Regions from separate parts of the Pan troglodytes genome. Here region 2 is linked to region 1. A link is a contact called in public Hi-C data. All regions are on one chromosome and are shown on one strand. The core of a region is the stretch at or near the end of the contact, and the rest is flanking DNA. Distances in the headings are between cores, read along the strand shown. Region 1 overlaps RAB11FIP4 (RAB11 family interacting protein 4). Region 2 overlaps RAB11FIP4 (RAB11 family interacting protein 4).

Region 1 (5,509 bases), core at 843-3,342:
TTTTTTGAGACAGAGTCCTACTCTGTTGCCCAGGCTGGAGTGAGGTGGCACAATCTCAGCTCTGCAACCTCTGCCTCCTTCAGCAATTCTCGTGCCTCAGCCTCCTGAATAGCTGGGATTAGAGGCATGCACCACCACACCTAGCTAATTTGTGTATTTTTAGTAGAGACGGGTTTTGCCATGTTGGCCAGGCTGGTCTCAAAAACTGGCCTCATGTGATCTGCCCACCTTGGCCTCCCAAAGTGTTGGGATTACAAGAGTGAGCCACCACACGTGGCCTTTATTTTTCCAATAAGTGGAAACATTCATTAGAGAGTAGGAACGCAGATTCTTCTTGTGTGCATCCTTCAGATCCTCAGACAACACGGGGATGTCTTTCTGCTAGATGGAGAAACAGTCTTCTTGTGGCTTCTGTGACTGGGCCCTCCTGTTAGACTCTGTAATTTGAAGGCAATGATCATATTGGCTTTTCATTCTCCGCCAACAGCATCTCATCCAGGGCTCTTCTCTGAGCGCTCACTGCACCTCCCTCTGATGACCACAGGCACGGGCTCTGACAGTAATAATCCTCTGTGTTAGCGTTCACACAGGAATTCCATAAAGGGAATCCTAAAGGGATTCCACAAGAAGACAGAGCCTGGGTGTTCAGGTCAGTTTTTTGTTTGTTTGTCTGTTTTGAGACGGAGTCTCAGTGGCGTGACCTCAGCTCACTGCAACCTCTGCCTCCCGGGTTCAAGCGATTCTCCTGCCTCAACCTCCCGAGCAGCTGGGACTACAGGCGCGCACCACCACGCCTGGCTAATTTTTGTATTTTTAGTAGAGATGGGGTTTCACCATGTTGGCCAGGATGGTCTCCGTTTCCTGACCTCGTGATCCACCTGCCTCGGCCTCCGAAAGTGCTGGGATTATAGGCGTGAGCCACTGTGCCCGGCCTCAGGTCGGTTTTAAATGGTCTGAGAATAGGTGCAGGTGAGTTGGGCCGTCGGTGGCAGCAGAACTGAACAGGGTCACTTCTGGCAGTGACTCCTGCAGAGCATCCCGTTCTCGACCCACCACCTCCCCATCACGTCCTCTTTCCTGGAAAGATGGCTTCTGGGCCTCCACTGCCCTCTGGGCTCCAGAGAGGAATTCAGCCCCACCACCAGCAGGTGGCCCCAAGCGGGTGGAAGTGGTAGGGAACCAAGCATACGGCAGGACTCTGGGAACACCACTCGGATATTTTACACGAATGGCGCCCCCGGAGCTGTGTGACGGGCACACGTTAGGAGACAGTTCCCGAGGGCTGGCTTTCTGCACTTTGTCCTGTGGCCCAGGTTCACACTGTCTTTTACCACCTCCCGTGTCCCAGCCACCTCTCTTGGGCCAGCTGCCGAGGCGGGCTGAGTGAGAGCAGTCACCCTTAACTAGGCACCAGCCTCCAGAAACAGATGCAAAACAGCAGCTTCTAGAATAGAGTCAAAATGTAAAATGAACCCCTGGTGGGTAACTTAGCAAAGCAGGTCTCAGACACCGGGGAGTTGGGAAGTCTCCTCACCAAACTGCACAGGGGCAGGGACACGGGGGCAGGGAGGTACCTGCCTGAGAGCCCAACTCCCAGTCATTTGCTCAGCAGCCCACCAGCCGCCAGGTGGGGCTCGGCAACTCTGGGAAGCCTCAGCATGGAGACTGGGGCCTCAGGGGGCCTGAGGAGTGCCAGGGCAGCTGTCCTCTCTGCCAGAAGCCCAGGCGGCCTCCTCGGCCTCGGTCAAGGGCCGCAAAGGGGCTTCATCACAGAGGCATCATCATAGCCCTCACCCGTGGGCAGGGTCTGGACTTACATCGGCTCACCCACCCACACAGCCGCTCTGTGGGGCACACAGGGAGGTGACCCAGTACGTCCAAGGCCATGGAGCTAATGGGAGACCAACTCAGATCCCTGGCCCGGGGCTGCTCCTTGTCCCGCCTGCCTCACGTTCCAATGACGAAGTCACAGGTACACGCAAGGCACAGGAACCGGGTTTTCCATTTACCTTGGCCCTGGGGCTCTGGCTCAGTCCACCAGGGGTCAGGGGAGAACCTGACAGCAGGGGGCGCTCCAGGCCTGGATGTGAGACCCAGCCCAGGCCCTTTTCTCTGACAGACATTTGTGTGGTTTGCATTACCAAATGTGAGCCACGCTCCTGGGAACATTCCTTAGCGAACTTCCTGAAGAGCATGCCTCTGTGTTTCTCGTGGTATTAAAGTGGAACTGTTACTACTGGGAAGTCTCAAGAGGCTGCCCCTCAGCCTCACATTCCCCCATCTATAAAATGGGGATAGCGCCTATCCCACAGGGCTGCCCCAGGACAGGGGGTCCCTCTGAGGGAGGGGGCTCGGTGGAGGGGCCCACCTGGCATTGAGCAGCTCCACCTCGGTAGCCTTCTCCCTCTCCAGCTTGCCGTAGGCCTCGCGGTGGCGCCGCGCCTCCTCCTCCAGAGCCTGCTCGGCCGTGGTCTCCTGATCCTTCACCATCTCCTCCAGCTCATGCACCCTGAGGACAGCGCAACGGGCAAGCTCTTGGGGCCTGCACCATTTCACCCCAACCCAGGCTGTGGCACGGGGGACCCTGGGCCCCGAGACCCTGAGTCACTGGCATGCCCACTGAGGGCGTGTGGGCCAGTAGCTTTCAGAGAGATGAACAGGGACACCGCACATCTAGAGGGGGTGTCGGTCACACATGCCATGGAGGGGCAGGCCTGGCAGTCAGAAGGTGGGGCGCTCAGGGCAGCACAGGGAGGGACCGCCCCCACCAGTCCCTGCAGCCACACCTGGCCGGAACCACCTCAGGCCTCACCTCTTGTTTTTGTGCTGTTCCTTCCCGGCCACCCCTCTGATTAATAATTCAGCTTATTGGGCACCTTGACTCCCAAAATAGGCACATCCTGGCTGGTGGCCTGAAGTCTGCCCCAGACCTGGGACAGGGCCAGGGGCACGTAGATGTGAGCACCCCAGTGACAGCCTGGTTGGTATTTCGGTCTGGGATACGTCTCACTGGCAACAGCCCCTCCACCAGGCTGACCTTCTGGGGTATACAAAAGGGCCCATCTTTGGGCCCTGTGACAAGTTGGAGGACCGGACCCCTGGCCAGGGTATGTCCCCCAAGGGTCATGCCATCTGGTGAGGACAACTAAACCCTGAATCCACCACTGCAGACAGCATCAGGAACGGCAGGCTCAGGGGACCTCCATCAGCAGCAGTGCTGGACCCTTCCCACCGCCCAGCTCACACTGGCCTGTCCCCTGCAGAGCTTGTCCCTAGGAAGGGACGTCAGGCTCCTGTCACTGTATGAGTGAGACACAGTGGATCCCCACTCACATCCTGGACCAGCCCTGTGGCTTCAGACCTCAGGGGGTAGAATCCATTGGGCCTAGAGCCAAGGTCAAGCTCCAACCTGTCTCCCTGTCCCTAAGGTCCTGTCCTGGGCACCACATGTGGGCAGGGCCATGTGACAAGAGGCTGATGCGTCACAGACCCTCAGAGCTGCAAAGGCATGAGGCTGCCTCCTCCCGGAGGTCTTAGCAAGATGGACCCCCGCTTTGTTCCCCAGCGTCACGGCTGAGCCCCCAGCGCCGCTGCCTGCTTGACCTGTGCACCAGCTGTGTGTTCTCTTGCTTCAGCTTGCTCTTCAGGTCCCCATTGGTCAGGCTGTCATTCTCCAGCTCTGTCACCTTCTTTTCCAGGAAGCTTACCTGCAGCAGGGGGCCGGGGTGGGGTGGAGAAGACCTCTGAGGCCACAGAACCGAGAACCTCGACGCCATGAGGTTCATGAGCAGGACCTCCAAACCACTGTGTATCCGAGAACGGTCATGTGTGGGGTGGGGGGGTGGGGAACACGTGACCAGGGCCACCTGCCCCCAATTCCTAGGCAGGTACAGGGTCTCCCAAGTCCCCAGACAGTAGCCTGAGTGCACCCCATCTCCCCTGGGAGCAGGCATGCATTCAGTCCCTTCTCCAGCCACCCAAGGCCCACCTTCTCTGTGATGTCATTGTCGCAAGAGTCAATGCTGTCCCGGAACAGGTCTTCGGTGCTGCCATTGCTGCTGCTGAAGTTGCTGCTGTGCATGAGCTGCCTGCAGGGGTGGGAGGAGGGTGTCTGGCTGCAGGGGCCTTCCAGAGACAGGGGCCTACTCACACTACTGGCTAGGCGAGCATCCAGTACCCCAGGGGGTCTGCCCCTTTAAGGAGGCTGCCCTCACTCAGCCTGAGAGGAAGAATGTTGCCAAACTCAGCGGATCACCCCGCCCAGAGGATGGCAAATGGGCTGTACAGACCCCCGGGGTCCCCTGGCAGACACAGCCAATGACGCACAGCTTCTCCTGCGGCCTCAGAACCCTCTTCACGCCAGCATGCTGGCCTGCAGCTACCCAGTGACCTCAGCTGGCACGTGAGCCCCCTCCTCTTCCAGTGGGGAAGCCCCCAAGGAGGTAGCCCAGCTCCATGGCCCTGGAAGAGGGTCTGGGCCTCCTGAGGCTTGAGCCTCTCCACCAAGCTGGCTCCTGCTACGTCTCTGGGAACTCTGGGGGATGGCAAAGGCAGAGAATTCTCCAGGCCTTGCAGAGCAGTGAGCTGGGGTGGGACTGGGCCTGCTGAGCTAACCCGTGCCTGAGGCAAAATCCAGCTGCCACCCCCAGTGACATCCCCTTCCAGCTCCCTGATAGGCAGCAGCCAGGGTCTCTGCCAAGAGGCCAACCCACATAGCTCCTGGGCCCTTGCTGCCAGCTCCCAGAGCCCTGAGTGTGGACCTGGGGCCACACTGAACTGCCGCAGGACTTAATTGGAGCAAAGTGACCAGCCCCAATGGCGCACACTCATGCCCAGATCCCCGCCTGCAGGAAACCTGGGGTCTCTTTATTGAGTATGGCTGCCAGCTCCAAGAGGCAGGAAGGGCACTGAACGCTGTGGGGTGCTCTGTCTCTCTCAGGGCATCCCTGGCATGCCTGCCTGAAGTCAAGGTGACCTAGGATTTGAAGAAGGGACAAGGGGTGGGGAGAGAGCAGGGAGGAGCTGGCCCCTCTTTTTCAGAAGTGACGCTGCCCTGGCTGCACTGCCCTGGGATGGCCTCGTTCCCCTCTGCTCACTCAGCCACATGCGGGCACCAGCTGAGTCTGGGCTGCTGGCAGGGAGCCCCGGCCAGTGGGCAGCATGGGGACAGCACTCAATTTGCCCTCCCTCGAGGCGGGCCTTACCGTCCAAAGGCCGTGCTGGAGATCTTTCGGTTGGGGCTAGAGAGAGAAAGGAAACAGTCATTGAACAGAGGGGTTCTACTCCACTCCCTTACTCTGTCCTAGCTGTAAGACACCACAGTGCAGGACAAGGCTCTTCCCTCCCACTGAAAGGAATTCACTAGTCAGCTTGGTCCTGAGAAGAAACAGCCTGATTTCCTGTGGCAGAAAAAGCCCCTGGATCAACCCTCCTCTGAGAGCTCTCACCTGCCCAGACAGCAGGGGTCGCCTCGCCATGCCCGTAGCTTCTCCCTCCAGGCCCTGCCCTG
Region 2 (5,509 bases), core at 1,224-3,723, 93 kb after region 1:
TACGCTGATCATCGTAAGTACAACCATTTCCTGAGGGTTTCCAGTGAATTACCCAGCCCGAGGGAGGTGGTCCTGGGAACCCTGTGTTTGCAGTTATCCAGGAAGAACTGCAGCTGGCGTGGGAGGTGGGGCAGTCTCATGGAGTTGACCTTGACTCATGGAGTCTGTGCTAATGCTGGGTAGTTAGTGGCAGGTGGAACTGATTGCTGGACACCAGTTAGTGTCAGAGAACTGGAGAATTCGTTGTTGTTTGAAAAGAAACAAACAGGAAGCGTTCAGCTCAGAGAGCGATGGTGCAGAAGAAAAGGAAACAATTCTAGTCCTGCCTCCCCTCCACTTGTCACTTTCCCTGTCTGGAACTCAGTCTCTCCTCCGTGCCACAGATGGGAAATAAAGTTGCTGGGTGAGGACCCCCAGCTGTTACACATTCTGCTGGGGCTTCCCAAGGGGCCTCAGGGCTCCTGTTCCAAAAACTATTTCTTGACTTTGATGCTCAAGAAGGGTCCTCAGAGGGAGGTTCTGGGTCCTCCCAGATACTGAAAATGGAGCAAAGGCAAGACCAAGAAGGAGGAGGCAGAGCCATGGAGGTCCTTGAGGCCCCCCAAGCCTTACCTGCTCCACGCAGTCTGGGATCTCTGGCGCGCACGGCAGCGTCCCCGCGCTCTCCACCGACAGCACATCCTTCAGCAGCTCCTCGCACCCTGCGCAGACAGGCAGACACACGGGACAGTGAGGGGTTGAGCCTCAGCCTGGGACGGCTGCTCTGCTTCTGACTAATGGGCATAGGGTGGGAAGGGCTGAGGTGGGGGCCCGAGGCTCCAGGAGGCCAGCTGAGCACTGGAAGGCAGGGATGGAGCCCAGGCGGTGGGGAACTCAGCTCAAGGCACTGTGGAGGGAGCTGCAAGAGCCCCTTGTCCTCTGAGACTAATTCCCACACACAGAGGGCAGGCTGGGGCAACAGGAAGGAAGGAGGCCTTCCTGGGGGAGGGGACCTAAGGCAGTGCTGCCCACCTGGCTCGCAGGGACTCCAAACGACTGTGCCAGCCTCTGGAGAAAGCAAACACACCCATTCCTCCGAGGCTGGGCGCCCCCCGTGTCCTGCAGACCCTGGGATGTCCAGGACAGGGCCGCCCGCAGGACAGCTGCAGTTCCTGCTGACTCTGTACACGGCTGGCCTCGCTCCTGAGATCCCAACCAAACGCCCCAAGGTTGTACTGAACTGGGAGGGGGACCTGACAAAACGCCTGGCACAGGCACATGGCAGGTGCAGTCTGCAGTGGCCCATTGTCAAATCCACGCAGAAAACCTTCCCTGGGCACCTTCTGTGTTCTGTGCCCCCTGCACCGTGTATTTGGTTCCCTTCATCCCTCACCCTGCATCGTTCCACCCTCCCAGGACTCATAGGCACCCCACAGAAAAGGGCTAAACTTGATCTGAGCCGCAGACAGGAAACCATGGCTTCCTTCACAGATAACCAGACACCCTGGGACTCCAGAAGTGACTCCATTCTCTCTGCAGCTAGTGGGGAGGCCTTAGCAAGCCCACCTGGCTGGTGACCTATGCCACTGTCTCAGATTATTTTCTTTTTTGAGACAGGTTCTTACTCTGTTACCCAGGCTGGACTGCAGTGGCGTGACCTCAGCTCACTGCAGCCTCAACTTCCTGGGCTCAGGTGATCCTCCCACCTTAGCCTCCCAGGTAGCTGGGACCATAGGCACACACCAGAATGCCCGGCTAATTTTTTGTATTTTTTGTAGAGACGAGGTTTCGCCATGTTGGCCAGGCTGGTCTCAAACTCCTGGACTCAAGTGATCCACCTGAGATCAAGCAATCTGCCTGCCTCGGCCTCCCAAAAAGTGCTGAGACTATAGGTGTGAGCCACCGTGCCTGGCCCTCACTGTCTCAGATAAACAGCTTAGTAGTAAGTGAGTGGCCATATTCTGATTCCTGCAAGTTTCTCACAACTGGCCTTTGAATTTTTGGGACAAGACAGTGGGATTTATATTGTCCCCTTAAAACTGGAAGCAGGGGCAAGGAAGAAAGGCAGGAATTAGGAAGAATTAAGAGGAAGAGAGGGCAGGGCATGGAGGCTGATGCCTGTAATCCCAGAACTTTGGGAGACTGAGATGGGAGGGTCACTTGATCTCAGGAGTTCAAGACCAGGCTGGACAACGTGACAAAACTCCATCTCTACTTAAAATACAAAAATTAGCCAGGCATGGTGGTGTACCTCCTGTAGTCTCAGCTACTCAGGAGGCTGAGGCAGGAGGATTGCTTGAGCCCAGGAGGTTGAAGCTGCAGGGAGCCATGATAGTGGCACTGCACTCCAGTAGCCTGGGCGACAAAGCCAGACCCTGTCTCAAAAAAAAAAAAAAAAAAGAGGAGGCGGGAGCAGGGAGGACACAAAAGCAGCAGCTCAGAGGGAGGCGGGCAGTCATGTGACCAGCGCTTTGTCCAGGTTTGCCCAGGACTGCCCTGGTCTTAAAACTGGAGTCCCTCCCACATCCCAGGAGACTCATTGGGTTTGGTCACCCCAGAGCGGGAGAGAGAGGAAGAGGACAGAAAAGCAGGGAAGGAGGCTTTCTCTAGAGGCGGGCAGACAAGGGGAAGGGCAGAAGTGACCTCCATGGGTGAGACCACAGCCCCCCACGGCTGGGGCAACAGTGTCCTTCCCCTCTGGCCCCCCCGGAAGCCAGAGGCAGAACCGACTTCTGGCCCATCCTGGGCTCTGGGACCCCTGTGGGGAGGAATCCAGGCTGGGGCCCCAGTCACACCAGCTTCCCCAGCTGGGCAGGACCGGAGAGCGCCTGGGAAAGCCTCCCAGGAAGACCTCACCTTTCATGGCGAACACGCCCCGGCAAAAGTCCTTGAAGTTGATTCTCCCCAGGTCGTTGGGATCCAAATATTTCACAAGTTTTTCCACCTGTGGGAATGAAGCAGGGACAGGTGTGAGACACCCAAGGATCTCCCGAAGACTCAGGGAGCTGGGTGGGGAGGCTGTGAGGGAGGGAGGGACACCAGTGTCCCCGCCCAGTCCTCTTACCCTCACCCTGGGGTCAGTATCAGCCATGGGGCCACTTTATTCTCCCCATGGTGACAGACAACTCGGGCAAAGAAAAGCAGAGCCAACACCGGCTCCTCCCTGAGCACACGGCTTCAGGGGCCAAGCCTCTTTCCCCCAGGGGCTGCACAATGAAAGCCGAGGCTCTGCCAATGTTTTAAAATTGGTTTCTTTCACACAAAAGAGACACAAACTCATTGTAAAAGACCCAGAAATCCCACCATTTCTCTTGTTCTATTTCTTGTTCTAGGTGCTGGCTAGATGGGGAAACTCACTGAGATGGACACTGGTGGCTGATGAACTTTTCTGTTCTATTTGTACCTTGCACTTCAATGAAGAGTGTTAGATGAATAAGGAAGTAAGTTTTCCCCTGGCAGAGTCAGCCATCCCTGAGGTTGGAGAGTTTCTCTCCCGTGTAACAGGAGGTAGGACAGAAACAGTTTCCATGCTGCTTGGTGTGTACAACCCACGTTGTTAGTGGCTGTAACACATTCTGCCCGGTGGGTTCATCATAATTTACTTCACCACCCCTAATAGCTGGGCATTTTGGTTATTTCCAGCTTTTTGCTTTTACAATTCATCTTTGGGGGTTCCTGTAGCTGTGTGATGACCCATCAACCCCTGGCCTCTCAGATCCTTGACTTTCTTTTTGCCTCATATTCCACCTCAGGCACCAAGTCCCTTGGTCAACCCAGTGATCACCCCCTCCAATACCACCCATCAAATGTCCCACTCCCTGACCCCGTCCTCCCTCCCTTCCTGCCACTGCAGGGTTCTTCAGCATCACTGCGTCTGCTCACTGTTACTCACATTCAATCCATGCTCCCACTGTATCCCACAGCTCCCTCATTTCCCACACCACCCAGGAGCCCCACCTGGTCATAGCCATCATCCTGTCTCTCCTGGATCATGCAAGTCTAACTGGATCGTGTCACCCACTCCTCTGCCTAAAACCTTCCAGTATCATTCCACCACACTTAGGATAAAAATCCAAACTCCAGGCCGGGCGCGGTGGCTCACACCTGTAATCCCAGCACTTTGGGAGGCCGAGGCGGGTAGATCACGAGGTCAGGAGATCGAGACCATCCTGGCTAACATGGTGAAACCCCGTCTCTACTAAAAATACAAAAAAAATTAGCCGGGCGTCGTGGCGGGCGCCTGTAGTCCTAGCTACTCGGGAGGCTGAGGCAGGAGAATGGCATGAACCTGGGAGGCAGAGGTTGCAGTGAGCTGAGATCATGCCACTGCACTCCAGCCTGGGCGACTGAGCAAGACGCTGTCTCAAAAAAAAAAAAAAAAAAAAAAAAATCCAAACTCCACAACACGGCCCACAAGGCCCCATGTGATCTGACCCCTTCTACTCCCTCTCCTCCCATGCTCTTCGTCACTCACTGTACTCTAGCTGCACTGGCCTTTGGTCAGCTCCTCAAGGAAACCACCACACTCTTCTCTGCCCCAGGGCCTTTGCACATGCTATTCCCTACAACTTGGACAGCTGTCCTCCCCATTTGCCGTGTCAGTTCATCCTTCAGGTCTCCCTTTGTACCTCTATGAAACGTCCCTCCCTGAGACAGGTCTGTCCTGACCACCCCCATCCAATCAGGGCCCACCCCACTGCTATCCTGTCTTGTAGCATCCTATACTTTCCCTTCAAACAATTTGTTGCAACTTGCTATTGTTAACTAAAAAGAGATTGACATGGAGGTCAAAGGAAATAGCGTTTATTTGGGAAACAAAGAATTGCAATTCAGGTACACGGGATCAGGACAGCCCCGAAGAGCATCCCAGGAGGCAAGTGGGGAGGAAGGATTCTTTTTTTTTTTTTTTTTTTGAGATGGAATCTCGCTGTTGCCCAGGCTGGAGCGCAGTGGCGCAATCTCAGCTCACTGCAAGCTCCGCCTCCCAGGTTCAAGAGATTCTCCTGCCTCAGCCTCTCCTGAGTAGCTGGGACTACAGGCGCCTGCCAACATGCCCAGGTAATTTTTGTATTTTTAGTAGAGAGGCGGTTTCACTATGTTGGCCAGGCTGGTCTCCAACTCCTGACCTCAGGTGATCCGCCCACCTTGGCCTCCCAAAGTGCTTGGATTACAGGCGTGATCCACCACGCCCAGCCAGGAGAGGAATTTTTACGGAGGATTTCCACAGAAAGTTGTTTTCAGAGGCAGCTCATTGGCTGGGCAGAAATCCTAGATTGCAAAGTCTTTCTGACTGGTGAGCTAGTTAGGGCACTCGCAGCTGAGAAATGCTGGAGACTGGCAGATCATGACTTCGGTTGCACACCCAAGTCTATTGGGATATTGTGTGGTTTGAACTTTAGCAGGTGTGAGTATCTCCCGACCTCACTGCAGAAAGCCTTAGCCTTAGTTTCTCCATACTCTTTCATGTAGTTATGTGTGTGGGATAATTTGATTAATTTATATCTTCTCTCTACAAAGTAAGCTCCCTAAG

Evidence for each region. A called contact is a pair of places that touch in the nucleus more often than the background predicts.
Region 2: a contact with region 1 is called in a Hi-C map of induced pluripotent stem cells, with 4 times the contacts expected there. The contact joins two enhancer-like sites. A contact is called at or near these places in 5 of 7 Hi-C or Micro-C datasets (blood, induced pluripotent stem cells, a lymphoblastoid cell line and 1 more).

What each region holds. Positions count from the first base shown.
Region 1 is chr19:36,086,174-36,091,682 of NHGRI_mPanTro3-v2.0_pri, forward strand. It overlaps RAB11FIP4 (RAB11 family interacting protein 4), which reads right to left. Exons shown (of 15, transcript XM_016932058.4): 7 at 5,205-5,240; 8 at 3,989-4,088; 9 at 3,604-3,707; 10 at 2,369-2,509. Among named protein-coding and RNA genes, the nearest start is that of TRNAT-CGU, 25 kb to the left of the region's middle. Within about 2 kb of position 2,093, at least 3 of the 24 cell types and tissues checked have an H3K27ac peak or open chromatin away from gene starts, as enhancers often do. A contact at or near this core is called in induced pluripotent stem cells, where this site is marked.
Region 2 is chr19:36,178,813-36,184,321 of NHGRI_mPanTro3-v2.0_pri, forward strand. RAB11FIP4 (RAB11 family interacting protein 4) reads right to left here. Exons shown (of 15, transcript XM_016932058.4): 2 at 2,836-2,923; 3 at 613-701. Among named protein-coding and RNA genes, the nearest start is that of RAB11FIP4, 40 kb to the right of the region's middle. Within about 2 kb of position 2,474, at least 5 of the 24 cell types and tissues checked have an H3K27ac peak or open chromatin away from gene starts, as enhancers often do. A contact at or near this core is called in induced pluripotent stem cells, where this site is marked.